Regions from separate parts of the Mus musculus genome. Here region 2 is linked to region 1. Evidence: chromatin contacts called from public HiChIP or PLAC-seq data. All regions are on one chromosome and are shown on one strand. Each heading gives the region's core, a stretch centred on a gene start, on an enhancer-like site or on the middle of the called end of the contact. The rest is flanking DNA. Distances are from core to core; before and after follow the strand shown.

Evidence for each region. HiChIP or PLAC-seq counts read pairs in DNA pulled down with a chosen protein or histone mark.
Region 2: an H3K4me3 HiChIP or PLAC-seq map of bone marrow-derived macrophages shows a contact between it and region 1, with 2.0 times the contacts expected there. The contact joins two enhancer-like sites. A contact is called at or near these places in 4 of 39 promoter capture datasets (cranial neural crest, hippocampal neurons, macrophages and 1 more), 1 of 15 datasets of contacts at CTCF or cohesin (the NIH/3T3 cell line), 11 of 484 Hi-C or Micro-C datasets (the 3T3-L1 cell line, beige adipocytes, common lymphoid progenitors and 8 more), 8 of 115 datasets of contacts at active chromatin or transcription factors (bone marrow-derived macrophages, differentiating embryonic stem cells, embryonic forebrain and 4 more) and 3 of 9 other capture datasets (adipose tissue, embryonic stem cells and liver).

Annotation. Positions count from the first base shown.
Region 1 is chr6:51,855,923-51,860,391 of GRCm38.p6, forward strand. Skap2 (src family associated phosphoprotein 2) reads right to left here. Exons shown (of 13, transcript NM_018773.2): 12 at 4,077-4,177; 13 at 3,243-3,648. The coding sequence ends at 4,085. Among named protein-coding and RNA genes, the nearest start is that of Gm38811, 150 kb to the left of the region's middle. RefSeq lists an enhancer at 1,313-2,692. Within about 2 kb of position 2,144, at least 38 of the 459 cell types and tissues checked have an H3K27ac peak or open chromatin away from gene starts, as enhancers often do. A contact at or near this core is called in bone marrow-derived macrophages, where this site is marked.
Region 2 is chr6:52,004,312-52,008,780 of GRCm38.p6, forward strand. The region is part of intron 1 of Skap2 (src family associated phosphoprotein 2); the gene reads right to left. Among named protein-coding and RNA genes, the nearest start is that of Skap2, 6.0 kb to the right of the region's middle. Within about 2 kb of position 1,795, at least 68 of the 459 cell types and tissues checked have an H3K27ac peak or open chromatin away from gene starts, as enhancers often do. A contact at or near this core is called in bone marrow-derived macrophages, where this site is marked.

The DNA of each region.
Region 1 (4,469 bases), core at 894-3,393:
GCTGGGGGAGGAGGCCTGACTCTGCAGCTTTGCCACAAGCACAAGTGTTTCCTGTGCTCATCCCCATTGCAAATGTTACGGGTTGATGCTAACCAAGGGTTTGACTGGAGTTATCTACAGCAGTGTCTCCTCTCATCTGGGGGCTGTACACATCCAAGTTACTATGATCATCACAGGACTTTTGAGAAGTCAGAGGGTAGAGGGGGTCTTTTGTTTGTTTGGTTTTGTTTTTGTGGTTTTTTTTTTAAAGCACAATAATTATATTATAATTGGACCCGTGAAACTTTTCCTCTTAGGATTTTTCCTTTATTGATTCCCTTTAATACAGGATGATACTATGTAGCCCAGACTGGCCTGGGACTTTTGATATTCTTGCCTCTATCACAGCCACATGCCACCACACTTGACTCTGAAATTCTTATCAGATCCACCCAAGGTGAAATTCTACAGGGCTTTTTTCTAAGGTACAGGGTGGGAGCTGGCTCCTCTGACATTGCCTGAGGGTAATGAAGGCAGTGGTAGCTTAGGGTGCTCGGAAAGAGGAGCTACATGCTTGCTCCAAGCTCCTTGAGCCACCTGTGCCTCTCACTTGAAAAAGTTACATAACCTTGAACACGTGGCTAAGCACAGTGCTATAGCTTGATGTTGCAGTCACCTACACTTTTGCTACACTCGGTAACCGACAAACCCGGTGCCCAGCTGCTAAGGCCTCAGGAAAGAGGACCGGTTGCGAAGGATTGTGGCTGTTTGGTTTTTGTTTGTCTGGGTACAAAGATCAAGTTCTTTTTTTCCCCTCTTCTTAAATCTTAAGTCTTGACCTACTGTAGGGTATCAAGGCAGTTCACAGGTGTTTACTGGAGACCATTTGCCCTGCTCCAGGCTGTACCACATCTCATGGCTGTACCTAAGCAACAAGAGTAGACTCCACCAGTAAAGACAAACACTTTAAAACAAGCAAAGGGAGCCGGGCTACTTGTGAAGGGCTAGGGCCAAAGTGTTTCTCCACTGACAGAAAATAAAAAGGCCCACATGTACCGACTTTACCTACAGATGGCTGCAAAGTGATTCTCCTCGCTACGCTCCTATGTACTGTATGTAATTATCTGTAATTGAATTACAGTTAAAATAATCAGTTTAAAACCAAGTATTCACATCAACTACTGGACAACCAACACCATTTTTCATTAAAAAAACAAAAAACAAAAAACAAACCTGTCATATGCCGAAAAGTGGTCAAAATGGGGTGGGGTGAGCGGTGGTTAAGTGCAAACCCCACAGACATGGGAGCCATGTGCACGATGCTTACTTCTTTGAATAAATTCAAATGACAGCCCTATTTCATTTCTTCATTCGGTTTGGAGGCCAGATGGCATTAGCATCATTTACTTCACCTTGTTGTGCTTAATTACTACAATCAACACACTATTCTCCAAATTAATCATAACAAAGTAATTTCATTAGTAACACAGCAGGCTGTTGAATTATTAGCATCATAACAGTTTGCAAACAATTAAACTTTATTTGAACCTTAAAAATTTGCAGAGTGGAACATTATTGTAAGATCTAATGGCAACAGAGTACAAATTCAGTACAGAGCAAACCATCAAGCAAAATGCTATATAAAATATGACTTACAATCACCTTTCAGAAAAATTAGCTCTCTAACTGTTCATAGAAAAACAAATAAAAGCTAGGCAAACATAATGAGAACATAACAATTAGCATATTTTCTAACAAGCCCTGTTGTTTAAATTCACATTAATGATGTTATTATGATCTTGAAGAGAATGTGATGTACTGTCAAGGGTAGAGAGAAACTTCTTCATAGCACAAAGATGAGTTTATCAACTCAACAGAAAGCGCACTTAAAGCACAGGGAGTGGCAGGTTTTCTCATCTTTCCCAATTTTAAAGGCCTTTGGTTCCAGTCTTCTATCTCCCATGTATATTCACGTTTAGAAAAGAACAAAGGCCACACACGGCTCTGGGAAGAGCGGCCTCTGTGCTGGAAACGGGGGCCATCCGTTGGCAAAGGACTCCCTCTCCTGGATTAACTGGAAAAGAAGACGGAAATCACACGGCCTCTCAGTCGGCTGTGGTGGGGGAGGGGTTCCCAAGTGGGTCCACGTGCAAACGACAAGCTGCTGCCATCTGCTGGCCACTTAGGTTAAAGGCACAACCCCGTAACCATAGGCTAGGCTTGGCTTTTCAACCATGCTGGCTCTGAAAGATGAACCACTGAATTAATTTCTGCCTGTCTAACTTTTGCCAAGATGATTTCAACCTATTTAGATGACACTTTAGTAGGAAATGAGTAACTGTACAAATGTAATTTCTGAAAACTTGAACTATGTCTACATAGGTAAACAGGATTTTTTTCTTTGACTTTGGAAAATGAGTGATCACAACATACATAGTATAACAGTAAAATAAACACTCTACTATTGCCTGTAAATATAGTTTTACATAAATAGTGGAGATTTAAAAAATATTATCAGCCCATTTGCATTCCGACCTGCAAAATTAGGCAAAAGCTAGAACCTGCACTAGAATGATTCAATAGTAGATCCCATTTACTCCAAAATATCTAGTCACTGGTGCATCTGAGACAGAGTAAGGCTCTCCTGCCGTCTCTAGAGATGATTAAAAACACCCCAATTTTAACTATATATGAAAGAGTCAGGATTCTGCAACCCTTACCCATGCATCAACAGCAGTATCAGAGAGCAAGTCAGCCTTCCCTTCACTCACTGCTGGCTGCCAACTGCTGCCATCCCGCAAGAGTCTGTCTCTTCCGTTTGGTCCAGAGCAGCGCACAGGAGTTTCGGCCAGGACTGCTACTTAGCGGTGGGATTGTGATAGTGCAGTGATAGAGTCAGAGAGGTCAGCGAATACCTGCCTGCCTCGGACTCTGAAAACATGCCCAAGTTGTTTATACCATTGTATTAATGGTAAATGGGCTTTCTTATGAATCTTTGATTTCATTAAATTTAAATAAAATTATATTAGAAAACACTGGCAAGCCCATCATCAAATTAGGATACTGAAGGGCTTTCAGCAACCCGGCTCTGGTTTGATCTGTGCGCCAGCGGACAGCAGGCTGCCACTTTCCCTCTATCTGTAATTCAAGCACCGGTTTATTCTTTCTTACCTACAGCAGGTAAACCCGTGAGTCTATACAACTTCTTTAATGAAAACATGTTATTACTCTATGAAGAATAAAATACCAGGCTAAGTCATCTCTACAGCTTTAAAGAAGTCTTTATTATTGACTCAAAATGTACAAAGTCTAGGAAATTATTTGTGGCACTCTAAAAATAACTTACACCCAGCGACTAAGAGAAACAGCAACCCTCACCGGCGCTTCAATGACTAAGATTCACGTACAATCACAGTGAATTCTACCATACAAACCAAACGGGTAAATTAAAACTAATTATTATTTGCAAAACAGCAACAGGTCTTATCTCTACTGCTTGTATCTAATGTAACCCATCACTGCCTGCTCAATCTGACATCAGAGTGCTTTAGTGCGTGACTACATCGAATGGCAGCTGAGGCAGGAATGTTCACCCAAAGGAAGGTGGCTCCGAGCAGGCACTCAGGCATTCCATGTTCCAAGGCACTTGCAGACAGACACAAGACTTCTCTGCAGGCAAAAAGAGAAAGCTACATTTAAGTTTTCTTCTTCAGTAGAAATGCTCTTTATTTATCCTGCTTAGAAAGAAAAAACATTTTTACTCAAACAAAAGTGAAAATTTGCTCAACGGTTTTCAATTAATTTCCTCAGGAAGGCCATAAAAGTGGCATTTTACTAGCTAGGAGGAGGTTTACGAACACAGCTGGTTATTATCAAAGGAACTTTAAGTAATCTGTTCACTTCCAAAGTAAATTCTCTAGAGTTATTTTTAAAAATTAAAGCTGAAGCAAAACAAAATAAAACAAAAATAAAAACAGATTTGGGGCACCATACTTATGTTATCAGAAAACTACAAAGACTTAAAAAGGCAAAGACACAAGGAAGAGAGCAAGAGAACATAAGAGCTATTACAGAATATTGGATTAAAATGTACTTACCCAGACTCTCAAATATCATACATCTCCATTAGGTAGGCTTTAGGCACCAAGCCAATGGCTCCCTTCATCTCTCCTACCCACCAGCCATATCTATTGTATTCCTAATTGAAAACAATACGCAGGATTAGCCACGAGGTTGGGGCAAGCACAGTGCTGTCTGTACGCAACTTCTTAGAAATGATTCCTTATAAAGAAAGCTACAAGTGCTGGAGCTGCAAATGGAACATTTCCATCCTTTTTGTTTTTGAATAAACCAAACCAGACCAAACCAAACAAAAAGAAACAAAAATAACAAACCCCCAAACAAACAAAACAACAGACAGACAGACAGAAACAACAACAAAAAAAACAAACAAACAAAACCCACTGCTGTTGGCAAGTATTTAAATTACT
Region 2 (4,469 bases), core at 545-3,044, 150 kb after region 1:
CTTGCTACCTGCCCCACCCATGCTGGCTACCCTCAAGTGAGAAGACACCCAGTTGTCCTTTGCTTCCCACCCTGCTCTTAGCTACCTGGAATACCATAGTTGAATAGAGAAGTGAGAAAAATGGGTTCTTCTACTATGAAAAAATACAGAGTCCAAATATAGCTTTGTATAACATTTCCCACAGCCTCTTCTGAAATTTCAGTAAACTCCTAAATATTGTGTTGGCTGACTCCTCTCCTATAAAGTTCCACGAAGTCTTTGCTGCTTTGACTCCTAGACATCCATTATTATTGTTCATAAAATATTGGATAGCTTACTGACACATATTTTATTTTCAGAATTTCATGGCTCACTTTAAAATATCTCTTAGAGAATTACATTAAAATGTTAGACAAATCACCCACAGCCCACACCAGAAAGATGTGTGACTTACTTTCTTTTTCCCTAACGACTTTGTCTCCTAACTTACAGTGATAAAAAGATCAAAATGTAATATTACACATAAGTACTAAAAAGTGCAATAATCTCAATTGTATTCATATTTAACCATTTAAAACCTACTATATAACCTAGAATCTAATCAATTTTAAATTCCTGATTATAGAAAGTATTTTGCTCCAATGAGGAACATGGATGAAGCTGTTACAGACTCACAATAAACGCATATTTTTTTGCTAAGCCAATAATACAAGGAAAAAATAAGATTAAAACATGAAACAATCTCTTAACAGCAAGTATATGTTAAAAGTAAGTATCAAACGAAATGAAAGCAAAATGTCCTGGCTCCTCTTTCCTTCTGTGGCCCCTAAAATATGGAGGAAAGAGGCAGAGGCAGAGGCAGAGGTCAGCAGACCTGGGACAAATTCTCATGTGGGTTCAAAAGAGTAAAACTTGAAGCAGCAGCTTCTACCCACAGGAGTAGGAGCAGGCCACCTCTGGACAAGCCGACTGTAGCTGAAAGAGATCATTGGCTTCCCTAGTATCCATCCATACAGTAACTTTTTAAAAGTGGACAAGAAGTAGCAGGCTACTGCAGCGAGCCCTCCCCAACCCACCCTATACTTGCAAGACTCACAGACACATAGACTGGTGAACAGTCGGCTTAATGTTATTTTCATTCAATGTTTGTCTTTAATTCCCTCTTCCACGAGTATTTAATTGCCTATTTTACATTTTCATTATGCAATCCCAGTTTAAACAAACAGGATCTATTTTCTATCTCCGTAAGCAATAACAGAACAAATTACTGCCCACGAGTTATTTCTTTAAAAGGTCATTTCAGTTTTATAAAAACTCAGAAAACCACCACAAAGACGCTGCATGTTCAACTTGCTGTTTCCTAAAAGCCTACCCAATGTGTCTGGAAAATGGGACCCCATCCCTCTATTTTGAGAAAACGTTTTTTTGAAAAAGTGCAGGAAAAACCCGAATTTCTCAAGGGGAGGCCTAGGTATGGAAAAGGTCTATACTTTTAAAGCGACACGTTTAATATATTTATTCCCAAGCTTTTTCCTAGAAAATGCTTTACTGTTAGGACGAGTTTTCCAAACATTGGCTTTCTCGATAATTCTCCAGAAGGATACAGGGAACAAACTGCTTTGCTGGGGGTGGTGTTTAACGAGAATTTTAGCTGGGAAAAGCTGCAATAATCTGGATTGTTGGTTGCCAATAGACTTGGTTGGTATTTAAGCTTTTGAAGTCTTAAAATATACAGTGAGTCAGATCTAACGGATGAAGTACGCCAGCCTGCGCTGGCAGCAATAGCGGTACTGCGCAGCTTGCCGACTTTTCTCCCTGGCGCTTTTGCCAGCCCTGGAACAGGGATCACGGACCAGGCTGTCCTGGGGTGCCCCAGCCTTGCCCCCCAGAAACCAGCCCAAATCCAGCCTGCCTTAAACCTCCGGCTCTTGTCCACGTAGCTGGGAACAGAGAGCTGGGCACAGAGCAGCTGAGTTTGGGACAGCCACGCTAGACAAATGGGGCTGGATCTGTGGCTTTGTACCTCAAAGCCAGAGTAATATTTCAAAAGGCAGCAATAAAACTCTTGGGTAAATCAAGCGCTCCTCTGGCTGGTTGGAAAAGAGATTTGAAGCTTTTTATTGTGCTCTAAATAGCCCTGCAAATGGTGAAATAGCCTGCCGCGGTGAGCTAGCAAGCCGCCATGGCCCTTTTTTACCTTCCTTTAGAGGTCGTGTCCTCCTGTTCATATGTAGATTTCCCTGACTCCTTTCTGTAATTCCGGGGAACTGGTAATTTGACTACAGGAAAAGGTCAGCCTGCGCAGGCTGGCCCCTAAGCCCAGGGACTGAGACTCCCTTTTTCTCCGAAAGAGAGGTTTTATTTTACCCACGGGCGCCAGCCACGAAAGAGCGGGATTGAGGGGTGGGAGGCGGCTACTGGGCTTATGCCAATAAGGCCTGGAAAAGAGGGTGCCACCAACGCAAAAGACCGATGGGGCACCATCAAAGGCCGCAGGTCACACAGCCTGCATCTAACGGAAGCATCACCTCCACTCCCATGGGCATCAACTGCAAGGTAGCCACAGGAAAAAGTTATCTCGGTCACAGTAAACGGGGTGGTAAGTTTTTGCTCCTGTTACACCTTAACTTTGTCAAGAGTAAGCCATCCAGTGGGAACAGCTGTAAAAGTCTGGGGCAAGGCAGCTGACAGATCAGATTTACAACTGCTTTGTCCATAAATGTTAAGGTCTGAAAACACAATGAAAAGATGACGTGTTCTGAGAGCCCAGCAATCCTTGTGCAGCTACATCAGAGAATCACTCAGCAGACAACTGACCCCTGAGAAGTGAGCACTTAAACACCCTGCCCACTGAGTCTCCTTTCTGTTTTCTTTTTCTTTATACACGTGAACCCCTAGAAAAACTGCCACCCTGCCTTCCTTTAGACTGAGTGAGGACAAGTATCACACTCACACACACACACACTCACACACACACACACTCACACACACTTTTTTTTAAAACCATCTTCCATGGTAATCCAACAGTAAAAAGGTACAGGAACAAAAGTCTTCCAATGATAAACTCCTCCACGAGGCAGTCAGAATTCAGCACCTGTCCTCACAAACCCCTACTCTGGAACAGCCTAGAAGACCTGCAGCCTGGAGGTGAGAACAAGGCAACCTCCCTCTTCTCTCTACCTAACACACACACACACCTCTGTGCTGACCTGAATCTGCCTAAAGGAGAAAGCAAGAACTGGCTGGGGGGAGCCACCGTTTGCTGAGTCTCACATCAATAAAATAACTGTAAAGACCAACCCTGGTCCCCCAGATGGCTTTACTATTTAACCCCACATGTCTCCCTACTTTATGGTGGGAACCAGATTTTACTTTGTTCAATGAGCTGTCAGTCACCCCAACTTAATGTGTTAACTTAAAGCCTACACTTTCAGCTGCCATCAGAACAGAATCACACTTTCTGTTAAAACAGGGAATGAATGGTCTGACCAAACAGCTACTGAGGAAAATATAAAAATCAATTCAGCCGGGCACATGCAGATCAATGGAGCAAAACACCCAAAGTTGGAAACTGGCTAATTGAAAATTTATTGATTGTTCTAGCCAATGCCTTCCCCTGAATTACCTTGCACTTTCGCATGTTACTGCTGAACTGTGGACTTTTAAACATGACAAGAGACATGAAGAAGCACAGATCACCGAGTGCAAGGGGTGAAGCAAATCTGAGTTTTATAATCCAGTCTGCTACAAAATTCTCAAAACTGGCGATACAAGCTAAATGGTTTATTATGATAAAAGGCTGGGCTGTTGAAAGAGAAGCCTGGCCATCTTTCACCCTCTTTAGGTTTATCTAATCAAAATCTTTTCACCACACACTTCAAAGAAACCACAGTGAGTAACACAGCGTCTGAGATTTACACTATTCCCACCCACCACTGGGTAGCACCTAATGTAATGTGTTCAGAGTGTGATTGGAAGAGAAACGTAAGCTCAGTAGGATGAAAAAGATAGACTTGGCTTTAATTGAAAAGGACAAACTAAATAAATAATGAGGATATAAAACCTAGCCTGTGCCACTTTTATCACCCATATATGACACTTAATATTCAATTTATGGGCAACAACTGAACTGTGTTTCAAACCACCAGAGCCTTTCCCTCCTCTTGTGTCCTTACCTTCTCTCTACAAGCACTTCAAGGCGAGAATCAGCAGAGATAAACATAGTCGGAAAGTTCATTTTTTAGTACAGTTAGATGTTTTGAAAGAAACTAATGCTGATTAAGATTACATTAACAATTTAAAATGCACATACTTTCAAGAGCCTTACTTAGTAATCCAAGGAAAAATACTTTCACTGGAAAGCCATGCTAACATAGCCCCCAACAAGAAAAGAAGGTGTTTTACCCTTAAGTAAATAGATAAGTAATTTTCCTAATGCTACTTCTTCATTTACAGATACTATTTGACCCAGACAAAATCTCTATAACATC